2 separate regions of the Pan troglodytes genome follow, and region 1 is linked to region 2. The links are chromatin contacts, called in public Hi-C maps. All regions are on one chromosome and are shown on one strand. Each heading gives the region's core, a stretch centred on a gene start, on an enhancer-like site or on the middle of the called end of the contact. The rest is flanking DNA. Distances are from core to core; before and after follow the strand shown. Region 1 overlaps LOC104004893 (a long non-coding RNA gene). Region 2 overlaps LOC104004893 (a long non-coding RNA gene).

Region 1 (6,383 bases), core at 2,519-5,018, 130 kb before region 2:
TAAAAAACTTAATCTATAAATGTTCTCCTGCGGATGAATATTTTGTTTCAGTTTTTGTAATAAATATTCAATGAATCTTTTTGTGCAACATCGGTGCAGTTTGGCAAGTTATCTCTGAACATTCTAGAATTGTCAAGGTGATTAACATTGCACATATTGATATATACTATCAAATGCTCCTCTAGAAAGCTGTACCAACTTACACTCCCACCAACACCTATTGGAAGAGGCAATTTCCAATGTTTTAAATTTTTCCCAGCAGATGATAAAGTATGTCTTTTGTGTTTAATTACATATCTTGGATTCATAGTGAGACTTAACATTTTTATTATATGTATCATATATTTACTTTTTATCATAATTCTTTTTAGTATAGACTGAGTTGTCTACTTTTCTTTTGGGTGTTATTTTCTGAAAGGTCTTTGATTAGGAATATAACTCTTTTTTCATATATGCTGCAATTATTTTTTTAAAAATTATTATTTAAATGTCAACCTCACAGGTGTGTGTGTGTGTGTGTGTATGTATGTGTGTATGCTACCATGCAAAAGTTAAAAAAATATGTAGACAAGTTTATCAGCCTTTTTATTTATGATTCTGGTTTTCCTAATTTTGAGTCACTTTTGAAAAATGCCAGATTCTTGGACAAAAATCAGGCCTGTCTTCCATATGTGCCGATAGTGTTATAGTATTTATTTTTATGTGTCTACTTTCATCTGATAACTTTCAGTTATTTTTCAAATCAGTTTTATTTAATCTCAGTGTGGTAGATAAAAGGCCCAATTTTTCTTGTTAACAACTTCTTTTTTGTGCTTACCTCTTCTTTGATACCTAGATAAACAAGAGAGAAAAAAAAAAAACTTAAAAACTGGGTCCTTGATCCCTCCCAAACTGATTCTGTGGTCTTTTTAGGCAATATTTTTTGAGTACTGCTTATTATGTGTTAGTCCATATGTTAAGCATCATACTGGTGTAAGCATGAATGAGACATTTTCCCAAGCAATTACCTTATACTAGGAAGGTGTGCTGTGTTCTGTTCTGTTCTCTATGTGGGGAGCGAGGCTCCAGCTCCAATGTGTCACTTCCTGCAGGAAGCCAAATCTAAGACTCTAATACCCACTGCTTGTGTTTATTACTCTATTATTTCTTAAGATAACCTTTTGCAATTGTCTGTATCCCCCATGAGGCTACAAGAGTATAGAAAGCTTGTGTAATTTACGATTATATCTCCTGTACCTCATGAGCTCCTTCCACACAATTGGCCTCAGTATGTGTTGAATGAATTAATGAATAAGTAGGTGCAGAGCCTCCGGCTGATTCACAGATGGATGAAGGATCAGCTTCTCCACAAATGCACAAACAACTGTGACGGTTGAATCACATCCGCCCCCACCAACTTCATCTGTGGAAGCCCTAACGCGGTACCTCAGAATGTGACTATATTTGTACACAGAGCCTTTAACAAGGTGATTCAGTGAAAATGAGGCCAATAGAATCCCTAATCCATATGCCTGGTATCCTTATAAGAGGACATTTGGACACACAGGGAAAGGACCAGGTGAGGACACAGCAAGCCGGCAGCCAGGCCTTAATCTTAAACCCTCAGACTCCAGAATTATGAGAATATCAACTTCTGTTGTTTAAGCCACCCAACCTGTGGTGTTGTGTTATGGCAACCCTAGCAAACTAACACCCAAACCCAGCTGAGATCAGCCCAGCCTCAGCCTTCTGTCCCATGAGTAAATAAAGGCAGATCATTGTAGGCCAGTAAAGTTCTGTGGCTGTTATCCCACATTGTTGTGGCCACAATTAGCTGATAGCTACTTTATCTCTAGGAGCCTCAGCTTTCTTAACTATAAAGTGGGTCTTTTATGCGTGTTCTATTGGGTTTGGGGGAATATATTTAAGAAGCCATTAAGTAAGCCATGTTTTGCTTAACACTTGGCACACAATAAGCATGAATATATTCTTATTATGGCAATGTTCTTTTTCCTAATATTAATCATATTCTGCCCAGTGTTTTCCTGAATTTTATGTTAGGGTTAGTCCCCACTCAGAACAGTTGACTCCTTCATAGTCTTCCTATTTCCTCCAGCCAACCACTGGAAAGCCATAAAGAGTAGACTTTGCTTGGATTGGAAAAGAAAATGTGATACATATGCACCATGGAATACTATGCAGCCATAAAGAAGAATGAAATAATGTCCATTGCAGCCACATGGATGCAGCTGGAGGCCACTATTGTAAGCGAATGAATGCAGGAACAGTAAACCAAATACCACGTGTTTTCACTTATAACTGCGAGCTAGCCACTGAGTACTCATGGACATAAAGATAGCAGCAATAGAAACTGGAGGGAGTGGGAAGGAGGGGGCAAAGGTCAAAAAACTATTGGGTACTAAGTACCTGGGTGACAGGAATTCATACCTCAAATCTTAGCATCATGCAGTATACCCAGGTAACCTGCAGGTGCACCCCTTTAACCTAAAATAAAATTTAAAAAGAAATAAGAGTAAAGAGTAGAATTAGCCATAGCAACAATAGCAGCAGTAGTGGTAATAAAGTGACAATTGTTCTAAAGAAAGTCTCAGAACAAATAGGGAGATGGGAGGAGGGAAATATCTCAGGATGAAGCCTTAGGGAATAATGACAGTTTTGTGGACCAGGAAGCATTTTAGTTGAACTTTGATGAATGATTAGAAGTTTGGGAAATTAAGAGGGTTCAAGTAGACAGGGTGGTGGGTGTCAGTGAAGTGGGAAGCAGTGATTGGCTCCTTTGGGCTGGAGTTCTTGGAGTAAGTGCTGATAGTTTTGGGAAGATTTATCTGGAAGTGTAGCCCAGGGTCATACTGCAGAGGCGATGAGTTTCAGAGAAACACAATTCTCCTCTTCTATTTCCTGTAGGATCCCAGGGTACGGCTGCAAAAGGAGTCTCAGAAGATGACTTACTGAAATCAAGGTACTTTCTTAGTCATTGTGATAGTTAAATGTAGGTGTCAGCTTGACTGTATTCAGGGACACCTAGCTAGCTGGTAGAGCTTTATTTCTGAGTGTGTCTCTGAGGATGTTTCTAGGAGAGACTGGCATTTGCATCAATGGACTGAATAAGGGAGAGCCATCCTCACCTAATGTGGGGGCACCATTCACTCCACTGAGGGCTCCGATGGAAAAAAAAAAAAAAAAAGGCAACGTAATGGTGAATTTGTTCTCTCTCTCTTCCAGAGCTTGGATGCCCTTCTCCTTCTGCCCTTGGATGTCAGAATTCCAGTTCCTCTGGCTTTTGGACTGTAGGACTCACACCAGCATTCCCTGTCCCTACCACCTCCACCACCCACCAGCTTTCAGGCCTTTGGCCTGAGACTGAGAGTTACACCATCGGCTTCCTTGGTTCTGAGGCCTTCATATCCGGACTGAACCATGCAACTGCCTTTCCTGGTTCTCCAGCTTGCAGTCGGCCTGTTGTGACACCTCTCAGCCTTCCTTACAAAGTGAGCCAATCTCCTTAATTAATCATTTCTCCTCTCTCTCTGTCTCTTTCTAGCTTATTGGTTCTATCTCTCTGAAAAACCTTGACTGATTCAGTCATCTTCCTAAAAGAGTTCAGCATTTAATAAAATCCCTCTAACCCACAGGCCTAGTCCTCTCTAGGCTGGTTGCATTAAGGGATAGAAAGTCTGGAGAAGACTTTCCAATCCGGTTTTGGGGGCGAGTCAATTGCATGCGTGAAACTGAAGTTAGCAGGAGAGGGCGCTGTACCCAAAGCTTCAGGGTCTGCAGATGCTCAGAAAGAGCTGTCCGCCTGGTCCAGGCACAGGAGAGAAGAACCAGTGTCCTGGATGAGGGGACCCGGAAGTCTGGAAAGCAGCCAGTATACCTTGGGAAGGGTGGGCGGGAGGCGCAAAGGCAGTCCAGCAAGCACAGAGGGACTGTTGAGGAATAACAGGGTGGGGCAGTTACTGGGGGTAGGAGGTGAGGGAGAATTGTTTGTGACCCACATTGCACAGTCACCTTAGAGTTTTCCAGAAGTGAGTCCTGAGAGGAGGCACATGCAATGACCAGCCATAGCCACTAGGGGGAAGCATTTGCTTGTGAAACCAACGACCTAACCGACCAGTAGCCGACTCAGATTCCTGTCACTATACCCTTGAACTATCCCAAGAAGTGGGGATTGACATTTTCTAATGAATTATAAACTAAGAGACACTACTGCTGACTCTCCCCAGGCTAGGATTCTAGTTTAGCCGCAGGATGACCACAACAGACAAACCTCGCATGCTATTTGCCCATGAGTGGTCACACCCTGGTGATTTGAGGTGCATCCCGTGCACGGTCTCAGAGGTCAAGGTCTCTGAGTCGTCTTCTTTACTTATTGGAGAAGGGACTGTCTTCCTCCTTTTCATCCCTTGGGGCAGCAACATCCAGTTGCTGTTTGAGAAATCTGAAAGGAGACAGACATAGGCCCAACTACTATTGGGACAGCTGTTTTTGTTTGTTTGTTTTTTGTTGTTTGTTTGTTTTGGATAGCTGTTTAATGAATCTCAGTGACAAACTTCAACTCTTCGATTTAGTCCATATCTTGGCTCTTAGGGAGTAGGGTTCACATTTCAGCTTTGCTATTTACTAGCTACATGAACTTGGATCCATCTCTTAACTCTCAGGCCTTTGGTGTACTCATTTAAAATATAATCACAGAGCTGCTGTAAAGGTTAAATTAGAACCATATATGTAAAGCATCAGCACATAAAAAGAGCTCCAATGTGAGTACCCTTTATTCTTTGAATGATTTTCTTAACCAATCAGCCTTCCCTTAACAGGCCCAGCCTGTTGCTGTTGCTTCCAGTTATCGAAAGGATTATTAGGTGCTTGTGCACATTTCAAGTTTCCTTGTGGATGAAGATCCCATAATTTTCATTAGAGTATCACCTCTCAAACTTCAGACATTTTGATACCAACTTTATAGTTGTTGCTATGTCTGCTATCCATTTGCACTATTATTTATTAAATATTTTTTAAATCAACTCTTTTTTAAAAAACTTAATTTTAAGAGGAAACTTTATGTCATTTTTATAACTGGAAAACTAGTATCACATGCAATAAATAAAAAGGTTAACATAAAAATAACCATTAAAAGAAACCAAGTGATTAAATAGTGCATTACATAAATAATAGATACACCAATCAATATATTAAAATATTCCTGAGGATCTGCAGTAAGCTGTACCAGCCCTAGGTAATTTTAATAAGTCATTTAATACACAGATACAATGATTAGTGCATTTCAATAATCATAACAAGCCACAAACATATTTAGAGTTGTAAATAAATAAATAAATTCAAATAAAATATATATCTACTGTTCTTTGATAACTGATTTCATCTTTTGTATATGCCCCTCTCTGGTCAATTCTGTTCATTTGCATAATTAAAGCTGCCTCTTCAAATGACTCTCTTTCTGGTCAATAATCCAAATAAACTCTCAGCTTTTGGGTGTTTTCTTTCTTCCTCTGTTTTTCTCCAAGCTGGTAGCTGAGTTTATGGCAGAGGGCTGTGTCTTTGTGATTTTGTGTTGATGGCTATGGGAGCAGGGTATCTGTGAGGTGTGATATCAACCCTCTGCTCTTCCTGATTGTAAAGTAGTTGCTCGGCTGGAGTCTGGGTCCACACTGCTTGGCTCAAGCCTCAAAGGCCTGACCCTGGCCTTTGCTCTGATCCCATACCTTTGCTGGCACACCAGCCCTTTCTTGATATGTCTATGTTCCTTCTTCAGAACATCCAGTGCTTGATCACTCTGCTCTCCTTTCTCCCTTTTTTGCCCAATAATCACCACAAAGGGCAGGTTCTCACCTCTTCTTCTTCTAGGCCAATCAGTCTTCCTTATGTAAAACCCTACATTGGTTGGATGCAGTGGTTCACACCTATAATCCCAGCACTTTGGGAGGCCAAGGTGGGCAGATCACTTGAGGATCAGGTGTTTGAGACCAGCGTGGCCAACACAGCGAAACCCTGTCTCTACTAAAAATACAAAACTAACCAGATGTGGTTGCATGCACCTGTAGCCCCAGCTACTTGGGAGGCTGAGGCAGGACAATTGCTTGAACCCAGAGGCGGAGGTTGCAATGAGCCAAGATTGGGCCACTGTACTACTGCCCGCATGACAAAGTGAGACCCTGTCTTAAAAACAACAAAAACAAAAAACAAAACAAAACAAACAAAAAACTCTATATTTAAGTCACCCAGGCCATGTTAAAGATGGGGTTTGCCATTAAATTATAGTTTTGAGATAGAATCAGAAGTTACCTTTTCCTTTCACTTCACATTTTTGCTATAATGGTTATAAATATCTTTGAGGCAAATGGAGATCCTTGGCAGATTGAAGGTTGATC
Region 2 (5,985 bases), core at 2,995-5,494:
GGGTTTTAACCATTATCTCAAAATTTATAGTTAGCTCAGAGGTCAACTGGAAACATGGCTCTGCAGGTTCCTAAAGTCTGTTTAAATCTCCCAGAGGTATCCGGGTTGTCTCCTGCCTGGAGAAATCTGGAGAGAATTCTTACAGAAGGTGATGGGTGTGTCTGGGCTATGGAGCATCTCTTGGATTTATTGAATATTTAGCAAGCATCTATAATGTGCCCATCACTGAGCTAGGCAGAGAAAGGGAGAAACACATATTTTGGTTCTGGAGCTTGTGTGTAGTCTGATTGGGAGGTGAGATAGACCCCAGGAAACAAGTATAGAACGAAATAGAGCAATTAAGCCCAAGGTCTTGGGGTATGGGACAAGACAGCCAGACATTGAAGGAACCACTAAGATTTATCAATGTTCTTTCTCCTCCATCACAGGGTGTGTTGGCAGCTTCAAAATATGAGCCTTGAATGACTCTAGTTGAGAACATAGTGAAAGCCATCGTATAACATGCAAAAGCAAAAGTGTTTTGTGTCTCTTCACATGCCATGTTGAGCGTATGTGTGTTGGTATCCAGGGTGGCTGGGAAAAGAGAGTGAAAGTGGGTGGATTCCCTTCTCTCTTCCCCTCTGTCTCTTCTTCCATCTTTCATCCTTGCCTCACATCCTACCCACAGTCCTTTGTAGATGACAGAAGCCACAGAGCTGAGGAAGGAGGGACAGCTGGGGGTGCCACTATGATTTCTGCCACCTGATTCATCCTTAAACATCAAGAAGCTGACTTTCCTAGTGCCTTGGTGGAGGACATGGTAGCTCCTCCAGGTCCTACTGAGAATACTCCAAAGTCCAAAATTAACCAATCCTGATTCCTAAAACAGGTAAAAAAGAACAGTTCTGATGAAAAGGATTTGGGGTGTTTTCTTTTTCTTTTTCAACTTTGATTTTAGAATCAGGGGTACATGTGCAGGTTTATTACAAAGATCTGTTGTGTAATGCTGAGGTTTGGAGTATAATTGATCCTGTCACTCAGTACTGAGCACAGTACCCAACAGTTTGTTTCCACCCTCCCCACCCTGCTCCCCACTTTTGTATTCTCCAGTGTCTATTGTTCTTATCTTTATGTCCATGTGTGCCCAATGTTTAGCTTCCATTTATAAGTGAGCATATTTGGTTTTTCTGTTTCTGCGTTAGTTTGCTTAGAATAATGGCTTCCAGCTGTGTCCATGTTGCTGCAAAGGAAATGATTTCATTCTTTTTTATGGCTGTGTAGTACTCCATGGTGTATATGGACCACATTGACTTAATTGAATCCACCATTGATGGGCACCTGGGTTGATTCCATGTCTGAAAAGATTTAAGTTTTAAAAAATTGTTATAAAAAGCCACCTTCTTTTTTTGAATCTTGCTTTATAACTAGTACAAAGCAAACATCAGATACCTGTGTATATTTATACAATTTTAGTCATTTTCAGAATATTTAACTGAATATAAAACTGTTTTTAAAAGAACATTTTATTTTCTAAAAGTTAGTCTTTTTGTATCATGGACATATAAAAAATAACAAAACTATTTCAGCTCTTTAAAAGCTCATTTCAATAAAAACAAAAAAGGAAGCGCCAGCTTCATGTTCATTTCAGTGGCCACTAATCCAGCCAACACATACTGAATGCCCCTGAGTGCCTAACACAGTGTTAGATACTAATGGCAAAGGGGTGAATCAGATGTGGTCCCTGCCCTTTGAAACTAACTTGCTTTTCAAGAGGCTGTAACTGAGGAACACTCTCTATGGGCAGCTCTTTGGTAGCACAGAGTTCCCCAGGAAGCACTATATAACATCTCCCATCCCTGCTCCATCATGACTCATACGAAAAACTTCTAGGCTGAATTCTGTCAGGAAAAAAAAAAGAAAGAAAAGGAAAATGATAAGTAAATACATTTGACAATAAATTTGAGATCATAAACCTTGGGATTCTTTTTATAATACCACGCACTTCAAAATCAGGCAGTATTTTTCATTTGACGTGGATTTAAAGGTAGCTCAAAGAAAACACAGGATTAACCATAAGTAGTGGGATAGTAAGTGTGAGCCAAGCTTCCAAATAAACACATCAGAGACTTGGGCTAAAAAAAGACAGAACACAAATAACCTCCTCTTGATGTGCCTACAGTTTCATTTAACTGTTCCCAGGTCATGAACTAATTTACCAAAAAGAGGTTAACTCCAGTGCAACCAAACGGCATTTCAGGAAGCAGGTTTTGTGCATATCGCCTGTGGAAGCGGGGCCACTTGAACCCCATCTGTGAAATGCCTCTCGGATGAGCACTTTTTCAAACTCTTTAGTGTATTCTTTTTCAGTGAATGGGTAATGCGTTAGGACATTGGAGAATACAGGCCTTAAGAAACATGAGCTTGGCTTCTTCCCAAGTATTGATGTCTCCAAACCAAAGAATTAGCCTAAATAAATTTGTTTTGAGTGACTGTGTGACCTCGAACAGCCTACTTTCCCTTGGTCAGCTAGATGTGTTTCCTACAAACTGAAGAGCTTAGATGAGCTGCTCTTTCAAGTCCCTTCCAGGACACAGAGGCCCTTCCCAAGAACTCAACACAGGAAAGCTGGCCTCTGCCCCCAGAAGCTTCCAGGCGAAGGAGAACAGTCAAGGAGCCAAAGTCCTAGGTGCTCCGCTGGAGGGTGACTTCCACTCACACCAATCTTCCAAAACCTAGGGACTTGGGACCGAGCAGCGGCATTATATCATTTCCAGGCAAAGCCCAAGTTCTGTCTTCAGTACACACGGTCTCTTTTCGCATTTTGCGCAACATCATTTGCTGCTTCATCTGACCTAACTCAGTGAGTTTCTTGATTTTAATGTGTGTAGAAATTACTTATTGGAGAATTTTATTAAACATGCACATTCTTAAGCCTGGCGTCCAGTGATCCTCTTTTGGGAGGCCTGGGCAAGGGCCACGACGTAGGCACGCTTCACAGGCACCCAAAAGATTCCCATGCAGCAGTGACCCATGAAACATGCTTTGAGGAACACTCATCTGATGGTTCTGGAGTGGGGTTGGTCTCCCTCACAGACTCAGGCTCCTGGGAGCCAGGGACTCATTTGACATTGCAATGAAACAGAGAACATGGAAAGGGACATGCCATGTAGTCAATCCAAATTGGATGAGTAAGTGAATCAATGAATGACTAAGGCACATGCAATACGGAAGGTCATTGTCACCATGAACTGAGACTTTCCGGCAGTGTTGGAGAAGGTAAGGGGAGTGGGAGACGTGGTACAAGACAGGCTTCAAAGCTGGGTCTCTGATGGGTCACCAGAAACAGTAGGGTCCTTGTAAGGCAATGCTTCTTCTCTAGCAGACACATTTATCCAGAGGGAGTCTGTCAGCCTCCATGATATTTTAAGCTGCATCCCTCAAAATGTCATAAAGGAGGATTAAAGTATAAATGATTGTCAGTTCACTCCTGTCCTCCTGGTACTGCGCTGAGCATCTCAGGCTGTTTGGAAGACAGGGGCAGCAAGGGAGGGGAGGAGCAGGGGAGGGCCTTAAAATGTGACTGAACAGAGCCTGCAGAGAATGAGGAGCTCTGGTGTGTCTTGCGGGGCTAACGCAGTTCACAGGCTGCTACTTTTTTGTGACATAGCTTTTATGGGGGGAGAGCCAGAATATTAAGCTCATTGCTTCCAGATGGGAAGGTTGGACAAGACAGAGAGGCTTTGGCTCCGAAAGCTTGGACGCTGTGGTGCGATATGGATGTGACATATTGAAGTAATCGAGATAGAAGATCTGGCTTTAGCCAAGGCTGTCAGATAGATACTTTTTAAAACATTACATGGTTTGTAACAAGGTATTGTGTATCCTCACAGAAACCCTGCCGCCTAGGTCTCTGGGAAGGCAGTGGGGGGAAAAGTGTGCTTATTTTGCTTGAGTTACTAAAGCTCCTTTTATATATGAGGAATTTGGCATCTCCTGGCTGGGAACGGCTGAGCCAACAGTGTCCGATGCACTTGTAATGTAGATCATGCTAGTGACTTGCTAAGTGAGTCCAGGTGTTTGCATAAGAGGCAGGGTCCTAAGCACCTCCTTATTTGAGCCCCGAAGCAATCATGGCCCAGTGCCTCAAATGAGCCTCAAATCTGTTTAATAAATCATCCTTCTATTTATAGAGTTAATCCAGGGAGAAAGCCTCCGTGTTGTCTGGTGGGGCATGTGCCACCAGAGGGCGCCCGATGTCTGCCTCATTCCATCAGAGTGGCTCTCTTGCTGTATCAGGGGTTTTGCCTCCCCTGCAAGCTCCTTTATCCAGTCCTTTCCTTCCTAAGCTTTCAGGCCCTGGATGGCATACCTATGGATCAAAGCCAGGTGGGGCAGGGAGAACCCCCAGACCCTTTCACGAGGGACCCTTTCTCCTCCAGTGTCTTCAGTGAGAACTTCCCTCTGGGCCAGCCTGCCCATGCACGCTATGGAAAGGGAGAGAAGGCCCTGCCTCATTTGGAAATCCTGAGTTTGCAATGTGCTGGTTTACTTGCAATTCTCATGTTCAGAGAGAGTGGGCCCCTTCCCTGGCTAACTTCACACCTGAGAACATGTCGGGGCATCCCTGCGGACCCAGTGTCTGCTTCACATTTCAAAGGCTGGGAACTGTTAAGCTTGTATTTTGATTAAAATTTTGTATTAGCGCCCCCCCCCCTTCAATGTAATTTCAGGATATTTAATTTCAACCAATCATCTGAAGGAAAGTGGGGGGAGGAGGTATCTGATGTGAAACAGCACACGGGGAAAGCCAGCCAAGTTAGAAAATAGAGCAGCTCGGGGCTGTGTCGATGTGACAACTGAAGTCTCTTTTGTTCTCTCAGGCAGGGTCTGAAACCAAAGCCCCTCAAGGACAGGAGATCTACCTCTGGGCTTGGAATCAAGAGGACCAGTCCTTTTGGGAGGCCTCCCTGCTACCTTTGGGGCCTTTGGCAAGTCCCTGAAAGTTTCCAGGTTTCAGCCACCTATTTGGGCTCTGGGGAGAGGAATGCCTACCATTTGCCTCTGGCTCTGGGATTTTAAAAGGAAAAACAGCAGAGTCTTTGGAAAAACCAATCTCTGAAGACCCAGGGTGAACATTAGTTACAACACCCTAGCTTCAAGGTGATGTAAACTTCAGGTACGGAGGTTACACTCAGAGGAATAAAGGAGCATTCGTCAAACATGAGCTCCCCTCGATTGTGGTCTAGGGTGGAGACTAGTTATTCAAGTGTGTGTGGGCCCAGGCAGGCAATGAAAATGTAATTATGGGGGAACGCCCGGCTCAGAACAGGCGTAGAGTAAATAGTTGTTGTTGACTGACTGAAGGAATAAAAGTGGGTCTGATATAAGACAATAGGGAATGGTACAAACCTTGTCAAACTGGAAGGTACATGACTTGAATTTGATGTTCAAACTATTGCTTTTTAAAACACTAGTTTAAACATCTTCTGGCCCTAGAGCTACCAATTTGTATCTCTGTATCCACTTTTATATATTTTAGGCCCATTTAAAAGACCAGGAAAGGAGGAAAATAAATCTAGCAGTATAGGACGTTCTTAATCTTGTCAGTTAACCCTAATTTTAACACCCCATCTCTGTTTGTCATTCTACTTAACCACTTTGGATTAAGCAAATTCAGTCACTTTGGAAATAGTACATGTGGATGGTACCTTATAGGATGAAGGACCGTAACAATATTCTCTAGCGCCAGCCTCTACCTCCACAGGGGGACAGACTGATGAGCCAGATCAACTCCTGCATCTTCTTCCTCAAGGAAAGCCCCCATCAATAAAACCACAAGGTTACAGTGGAGCCAGAGGGAGAGCTGGCCTGAGTTGAGACCTCCTCATGGAACTCATGGCTTCAGTTTCCTAAAATGGGGATTGTACTCCCCTAGCTCTCCTTGCTTCACAGAGCTGTTTGTGACAACTCATGAGTAATGTTATGTGAAAGGGCTTCGCACACTGC

What was found. Hi-C and Micro-C count contacts between places; a contact is called where the count stands out from the background.
Region 1: a contact with region 2 is called in a Hi-C map of induced pluripotent stem cells, with 2.3 times the contacts expected there. The contact joins two enhancer-like sites. A contact is called at or near these places in 2 of 7 Hi-C or Micro-C datasets (induced pluripotent stem cells and stem cell-derived neural progenitor cells).

What each region holds. Positions count from the first base shown.
Region 1 is chr12:104,486,171-104,492,553 of NHGRI_mPanTro3-v2.0_pri, reverse strand. It overlaps LOC104004893 (a long non-coding RNA gene), which reads left to right. Exons shown (of 12, transcript XR_010149624.1): 6 at 2,096-2,243; 7 at 2,905-2,959; 8 at 3,223-3,488. Among named protein-coding and RNA genes, the nearest start is that of RDH14, 170 kb to the right of the region's middle. Within about 2 kb of position 3,768, at least 2 of the 24 cell types and tissues checked have an H3K27ac peak or open chromatin away from gene starts, as enhancers often do. A contact at or near this core is called in induced pluripotent stem cells, where this site is marked.
Region 2 is chr12:104,354,245-104,360,229 of NHGRI_mPanTro3-v2.0_pri, reverse strand. It overlaps LOC104004893 (a long non-coding RNA gene), which reads left to right. Exons shown (of 12, transcript XR_010149624.1): 12 at 1-2,231. Among named protein-coding and RNA genes, the nearest start is that of RDH14, 41 kb to the right of the region's middle. Within about 2 kb of position 4,244, at least 3 of the 24 cell types and tissues checked have an H3K27ac peak or open chromatin away from gene starts, as enhancers often do. A contact at or near this core is called in induced pluripotent stem cells, where this site is marked.